Regions from separate parts of the Sus scrofa genome. Here region 2 is linked to region 1. Evidence: chromatin contacts called from public HiChIP or PLAC-seq data. All regions are on one chromosome and are shown on one strand. Each heading gives the region's core, a stretch centred on a gene start, on an enhancer-like site or on the middle of the called end of the contact. The rest is flanking DNA. Distances are from core to core; before and after follow the strand shown.

Region 1 (3,725 bases), core at 355-2,854:
GTGGCCTAAGGAAGTTCCCAGGCCAGGGACTGAGTCCAAGCCTTAGCTTCGAGCTACGCCTGCAGGGCAACAGGGAATCTTTTAACCCACTCAGTGGGCGGGGGGTGGGGGTCAAACCTGAGCTTCTGCAGGGACCTGAGCCACTGCAGTTGGATTCCGAACTCACTGCACCACTGCAGGAACTCCTCCTCAGGATCTCTATTGCCAATAATTCTTAGTTTTCCCACAAAACAATTTAGGCAAAATAAGTACATAAAGTTTGAAAGGCCAGTGTGTGTAGATGAAAATCTTCAGCTTACTTAAGTTTCTGTGTAAATTTCTGGGCAACTTTCGAATACCCCTAGCCTGGGAACTTCCATATGCCTTGGGTGCAGCCCTTAAAAAAAAAAGAAAGTAAAAGAGAAAAAAGAAAGAAAAGGCCTCAAGGATCATTTCTCACATTGCAAATATGAATATCTTCAGGTGGCCATTCAAAGATTATTGACTAAAAAACCCACAAAACAGCACCTCCTACAGGTAGATGATTCTTTACCCCTCTGAAGTTGTGCAGGTTGAAGATTAGCAGGCTCGAGATAAGCTTGGATACATTCAAGGGTATCTGATGCACAACCGGCTGAAGGGGAACCGCATTCATTCTTAACCTTCTGAGGTCAAATTTTAGAAAGCAATGTGGAGTTAGGGCGAGGGGATTAGGGAAATAAAGACTGGAAAACTATACTTTGCTCTGCCTATTAATTAGGTTTGTGACCTTGGGCATGTAATTTCACCTGTCTTTGCCTCGGTTTATTATCTATAAAATGAATGGGTTGAACTTTACCACGAAATCCCTTCCAGCTCTAACATTTGATGAAACAACTTCATGGAGGGCAAATGCAATGCGTTCTGCAAACTGTTTCTTAGAAGCATTAGAGACCAGCAAGAATTCCACTGACCAGACATGTCAAATGAATTCTGGGCCAACTCTTCCTGGTGTCTGGCGCATAGCCGACTGACTCTTTACTTTCATTGCACTGTTTCTGCTTCTCAGGGCGCTCAAATCTATGAATCACAGGTGGGGTTTGGAAGGTAGGCAGGCAATATACTCATTTACAAAAGGACCTGAGGTGTCGAGCTTAAACGTCCTGCTTAGGGCCTCACAACCGACAAACGACAAAGTCGACTTGACCTCACGGCTCTAAAAAGGCCAACTGGGGGTGGCTGCGAGGTGGCATCGGACAATAGGAGACAGCCAGCTGGTCTGTTATCCCCGAACAGCAAAGCCTCCCAGGAAAAGGCCTCAAGCCGACTACTGGGCTCAAATCCCCTGAAGGTCAGGTCAGCACGATTTGCGAAACTCACAGTTTAGATCTCTCCACCTCGGAATTTAGCGACTGTGAGTGTGTTTAGTTTTTCCCCTGGGGTGGGGGTGGGGTGGGCTTAGGACTGAGAGGCAAAGAGAGCCTTTGGAGCCCAGGCCTTTGGACTTCGAGGTGGGGGTTACCGGGATGGGTCAATCACCTGGGAGCCGGTTCCTCTGCCTCGGGCCTCGGACGCACACCGTCCGCACCAAGGGCGCCAGCTTCTGCTTCAAAGCACCCGCCGCCAAGCCTCCACACCGGAACATTTCGGCAACCGCTACTCTGGACCGCCGCCTCCTTTCCTTTCTTCTTACGCACCGACGGACGGGTCAAACACCAAGGGCCCCGGGCCGTTCCCCTTGCTCCCTTCACACGCACTCTACGCAGGCTCCTCCTCCCAGCTCCGGGTGGGCATTGGACAGCTAAGCCGGCCAGCTCCGGCAGGGAAGGGGAAGAGCGCCTGGAGGCCTACTGCGCAGGCGCGATGCTCAGCGCCGCATTGCGATTGGCCCGCACGGCGAGAAGCTGTGCGCATGTGCCTAGCTGCCCTCACACTTGCAAAGACCCCAGCCGGAGTTGCTAGCTATTTTCCGCAGGTTGGTGGCAACACGTGTGGGTAAGCGCTTTTGGAAAGCTGCCCGAGGAGCGGCTGATGGGGCCGCTCTGCCTGGTTGTGGCCAGTACTGCTGCGGTAACAGTACCTCACAAAGCGTGGCCTCAGCGCCGCGGTTTAGTCTTCTGTTTTAGGTTCCTAATTACTAGGTAATAAGCCTTCCGGATTCTCTTGCTGAAGTCCACTTCCAGTCTTTCCACAGGGCCTGCCGGGGAACCTGGCTTCCCAGATTCGGAGCGGACTTCCGTCTTTTACAAATTGCTGGCGCTTTCCTACCAAGCGCCTGTTTCCTGGACCAGTAGACATTCCGCTCACTCTTTCCCATACCACTTTTATACTGTGCGGTTCTGTGTCCTAGATGCTGTACCGGGTGCTGCGGTAGTCGGCTGTTACGGCTTCGGTGCTTGAGAGCAGGATGCCGGCAAAAAGAGTTTGTGCTTCACCGACTTTATATGAGAGAAATCCTAAGCAGATTTTTTAAAAGAGTTGGAGGAGTAGGGTGAGAGGCTGAGTGCAGATAGGTGTTTTGACTCTACCACATGTAAGCTAAATTGGAAATAAACTTTGGGCTGTATGCAAAATATGTCTTTTTCAAAGCTTTGAGTTACATGTTTGGTTAACAAGTATTGAGCACTTGCCATTTGGACTGTGCTATGAGAGGAGCTCTGGGGGATGTGAATAGTATAGGAAGTGGTCACTGTCTGATTGGGAAGATGACATACACTGGTCATTTAAATATCTGATGTAGTGCCAGAGCAAGAGAAAAGTATGGGATGGAAAAGCTAAGGAATGACTTCATACAAGAAATGTTACTTAAGCTACATCTTGAAGGATGAGTATTAAAATTCAAATAGACAATGGAGAAGGGATGATATTTCAGATGGTGAATTCATTGGGACCCAAAGTAATATTTTCAGTGGTCAAGCACCATTGACTTTGGATCCCTTCTGCCCCAAGTTGAATCCTGGCTCTGCCACTTGGAAAAGTCACTTGTGCTTCAGTTTCCTCATCTATCAATCTCATAGGGTTGTTATGAAGATTACATGACCTAATATTTGTAAAGTATTTTACAGGATGCATCATGTTGTTTAAATAGCTTGGAGGTATAAAACAAACAAACCCCAGCACATTTATAGGGGACAATGACAGAGAGTACATACTAAGAAGTAAATAAGGACAAGTGAATATGGTAGGGCCAGATTTGAACTGGTAAAAGAATTTAGCCCTAATCTTGTAGGTGATGAAGTTATTATTTTTAGTGGATTAAGGATAGAAAATGAAATTACAAAGGTGTTGTTTGAGGAAGTTTAATTCAGGAAACAGTATTTATTGGGTAAAAATGACCCAGTATTCCCTTACTCATTAAGAATAGACTAATGTTCAGAAGTGCAGGCAATACCATGACTTTTTTTTTTTGGCCACACCAATGACATGGGGAAGTTTCAGGGCCAAGGATCGAACCTGAGCCACCGCAGTAACAATGCTGGATCCTTAATCCACTGGTGCCACAGGGGAACTCTGGCAATGCGTGACTTTTAACTGACGGCTGTTTGGGAGGGATAAATATTGAAAATATCGGTTCCACAGTAAGGTAAAAAGTTCTTTCTAATTCAGATTTTAAAGGCTTTACGGACATGGATATTTATTTCTCTTTCTAAAAGCCGATAATCAACATGGGTTGATTAAATACAAAATTAATCATATCTGTTGATGAAAGAGGCTTTCAAAAACACTGTCAAAATCATGACACTCAAGTACCTATGAAAACAACTAGA
Region 2 (3,725 bases), core at 496-2,995, 660 kb after region 1:
GAGCACACCTCACAATAATCTGTCCTTACCACAACTGGAATGTCAAGAACCAAAGTGAAGAGCAGCACCAGAAAACCCTGATGGAAAGAACGTAGGCTCTGGAGTCAGAAATTCATACACTCAAATCCCAACTCAACTCCTTACAATCTATGTGACTTTAGGTAGGTTGTTAAACTTGCTGACATTTTAGTTTCCTCTTCTAGAAAAATGGGAAAAATAGAACCTACTTCATAAGACTCTTAAGATAATGCAACAAAGTGCTTGTTAGACAGCACCTAGAACACTCTGTGGGCTCAAGAAATAGCAACATTATGGTTGCCCAATGAAATGACTACAATTCAGGTAATATGATGCACTAGGCAGCAAATGCATTTTTTAAGAAAATAAATCTATATCACTAGGCTTTAAAAATGACCACTCTAGAGTGTAGCTAAGAATAGCCACAAACAAAACAGTCTATAAAACAAAGCCCTTCTTGGGTTTAAATTAAACTCACACCTGGAACATACCACCATACTCCTTTGTGTTCTCCAAGAATTGATCTCAAATCAGGTTCCCCTAGGATGAAAAAACAAAAATCACCTAATCTTAATTTTTTGCTTTTAATTTGATACAGAATACTATCCAAACTATGTGGATGCCTTAAAGTGTCCTATTACTATGACCCCAAGCTTGTCAACACGATTTCTTTCCCAATCTATCCCTGCTGACACGTTTTACTCTAGTCAGGGAAGCCCACCTATTATACAAGTGCTTCCTCTTCTATAGACCCTTCTCCAATTTCAACCCCGATATTAGGAAGCAGTTTCTCCTCCCCCGCCCCCCCCCCCACTCCCGCCTGCCTGCCGCCTTTGCCCATTTTAAATCCTCTTTACTCCTTTGGAGCCCAAATTAAAATACAACTTCTTCCCAAAGCCTATCAGGATAGGTCTGGAAACTAGATGAGAGTTTCAAGCCTTCAGCACTTCCAGGATTAGGCTTGACCTTCCATTGATCAACCACCAACCCCATCAGTATCCCCTTCCACTAACCCCTCGGCACTTTTTACACGCGTTTGTAATAACAAAATACAGTCTCGTTTTGCACAGTCTACTTTATTCTGTAGTTGGTGTGCCCCCTAAATGTTTGTCAACATGAATGCTTGCTGGAAAGCCCTAAAGCGCTTGGTTTTTAAAAAAGGTCTAACTTGCTTTTTATTCTCACCAGAACACTGCACTGAACCTTAAACACATATTTCTCAAAAGTGAGATGTCTTCCCTCCTCTGCTCCCCATCCCTTCTGGAAATTGAGGGGAAACCCTTTCCGCTCCAAAGACTTGGTCAGGGAAGGGGAAGTGGCTGCAGGGGCCGATAAAGAGATGGCAACGATCTTGACCTCATTATCAAAGAGGCAGAAAGTGAAAACTTGACATAAAGTCATGCCCGGGACTGGCAAGGCATTCCCAGGCCCCCAAAGGAACTACCGGCCCGACACCCCCTCCCCCGTGGAGGCGGAGCTGGGCGGAGTCAGAGCTGAGGCCTGCGGCCCCGGAAGCTCCCTCCTCCCTAGGCCCCCACAGTCCCACAGTCCCACAGTCCCCAGCCTCAGCCGCTCAGGCTTTCTGCCTCTCTGACCTCCAGGTCCCCGGCTACTGAAGCGCTACTCCTTATAGAACCGCGGAAAATCGGACCGGTGCAGCAGCTTCCGGGCGGGCGGTGCCCTCGCGGCGCCCCACGCCGGGCGCCCGTCTTCTGAACTCCCACCTGGCGCTGCCGGCTTGGGCCCGGCGCCCAGGCCCAGGCTCGACTCTCACCGACGCCGCAACCGCTGCGGCGTCTCCTATTGGCTACTTGTTTCCAGGGAAGCCGGAGGCCCGAGCCCTTGTCCTCATGGGAAATGTAGTTTGCGGTCGCTAGAAGCTGTTCTTCCTGCGGGGCGGGGACGGAGGGCGGAATCCAATATTGACATTGGCGGAGAGACGCAAGTCAAGACGGAGGATTATGGGAGATGGAGTCGAGACATTTCTTTTTATATACCCACAATTCCTTCTCTTCTCCCCTCCTTCCGGCCCCCGAAGCTTCTCCACCACGCCCCGCCAGCCGCCTTTTCCCCGTTCTTATTGTCCCCAGAGTTTCGGCTTGAGGAGGGTATTCTGGATGTTGTAGTTTGGATTATGCAGTTTTACAGACTCTCCCTACCTGGGGTATGGGTTGTGCTTGTGGGATCAGATGGAAGTTCTAGATTGATTGTACTGTTGGTTAAGCTGGAGGGGAACACTTTATATCGTGATTTGAAATTCTCGTTGGGTTTTGATTCAGTAGCTTTTTAAAAAATGTTATTTATGCCCTGATAAGCTTAGAATTTTAACTGGTACTTTAAAATTGTCGAGGTATATTCTGTGTGAACCATCTGCATTAGAACCACTTTAAAGTTTCTGGAAAATGTATACTTTATAACTAGGAACCATCTTTTTAACTTCGAAATGGTCCCACAACAGGCATAGAAATGCGATTGAAGTCAGCCCAGAAGAAACCTCTTTAACCCATAATGAACCCACTTTGTTACTGTGAAGAACAGTGAGCACAATCATTGGTGTAATACAACAGTTTAGAAAAGATAGACAACTTGAATAATAAGAAATAACTATATTTCTTTAATAAACTATCTTTTTAATTAAAAAGATATGTTTAAAGAGGTGGATAGAGCAATATGTGAGGACACCTGAACACTTTCAAGTGATTAAAAATTTGAAGAAAATAGTTGTTTATTAGGGCAAATTTTACTCCTAACTTTTGACTTTTCTTTTCTTTGTTAGAGATGAATCCTTATAGCTGAATGGATCGTTACAGTTGGGTTACTACAGTTTTACTGATAAGGACAACTTTTTGACTCACAAATGGAATGAAGGGAAAGAAAGAGGAATTGCATTTTGGTAAGGTAATTGCCTAAAATTTTAAAAAGTGACATTACAGGAATAAGATGGATTCAATAATTTATTCAGCAATCTGCTTTGTGCAAGGCACTGGGTTAGGCACAATTGCTACAGAATTGGAAAGTAATCCTTCCTCTCAAGTAGCTCACAATCTAAGAAGGGAGAGAGGCTATACAACATGCAAAGTGCTCTAAAAAATTCTCTGTAAGGTTCTGTAGGACCATAGAAGAGGAAGAACTCATCCCACTTCTGGGGAAAGTAATACTTGAATGATGAGCTTTGAGGAACCAGTGAGATATTTGTCAGATTTGGGGCAGGGAGGTTAATTATATTCCATACGGCAGAATAAGGATGCGAGAGAGTGCGAGGAACAAACAAGAAAGTTCCATACTGCAAGAACTGGATCAGGCAGGAATAGGGGCCATTCCAATGAGTTCAAAATATAACCTGAAAACAGTAAAGAACCATTAAAGGATTTTAAGCGAGGAAATGATGTGATCACTTGGATTTGATGATAATTTGAATATGAAAAGGGAGGGAAAGGAGTACGCCCATTGAGACCCCCAAGTTCTGATGTGGCAGGGTGAATGGTAGTACGATTCATTGAGACAGGGAACCCAGAAAGAGGAGCACATTTTGTGAGGGATAGGAGGAATTCAGTTTGGGACATTGAGGAGTCTGTGGAACATCTGGGTGGAGATACTAGATATGCTGTCGGGAAATGGAGGTCTGAAGCACGGGAGAGAGGTCTGGGGTTGGAACCAAACTATCATAAATGGTAGTTGAATAAAATATGAATTAAGTTTCATATAGA

Evidence for each region. HiChIP or PLAC-seq counts read pairs in DNA pulled down with a chosen protein or histone mark.
Region 2: an H3K27ac HiChIP or PLAC-seq map of skeletal muscle shows a contact between it and region 1, with 4 times the contacts expected there. The contact joins the promoter of ENOX2 here to the promoter of AIFM1 in region 1. A contact is called at or near these places in 1 of 5 promoter capture datasets (liver) and 1 of 2 datasets of contacts at active chromatin or transcription factors (skeletal muscle).

Annotation. Positions count from the first base shown.
Region 1 is chrX:106,706,519-106,710,243 of Sscrofa11.1, forward strand. It overlaps AIFM1 (apoptosis inducing factor mitochondria associated 1), which reads right to left and starts at 1,605. Exons shown (of 16, transcript NM_001297632.1): 1 at 1,498-1,605. The coding sequence starts at 1,603. It also overlaps a transcript of RAB33A not described here.
Region 2 is chrX:107,366,699-107,370,423 of Sscrofa11.1, forward strand. ENOX2 (ecto-NOX disulfide-thiol exchanger 2) reads right to left here and starts at 1,746. Exons shown (of 15, transcript XM_021080170.1): 1 at 1,670-1,746; 2 at 499-558. ARHGAP36 (rho GTPase-activating protein 36) reads left to right here and starts at 1,854. Exons shown (of 13, transcript XM_021080173.1): 1 at 1,854-2,126; 2 at 2,795-2,911. The coding sequence starts at 2,881.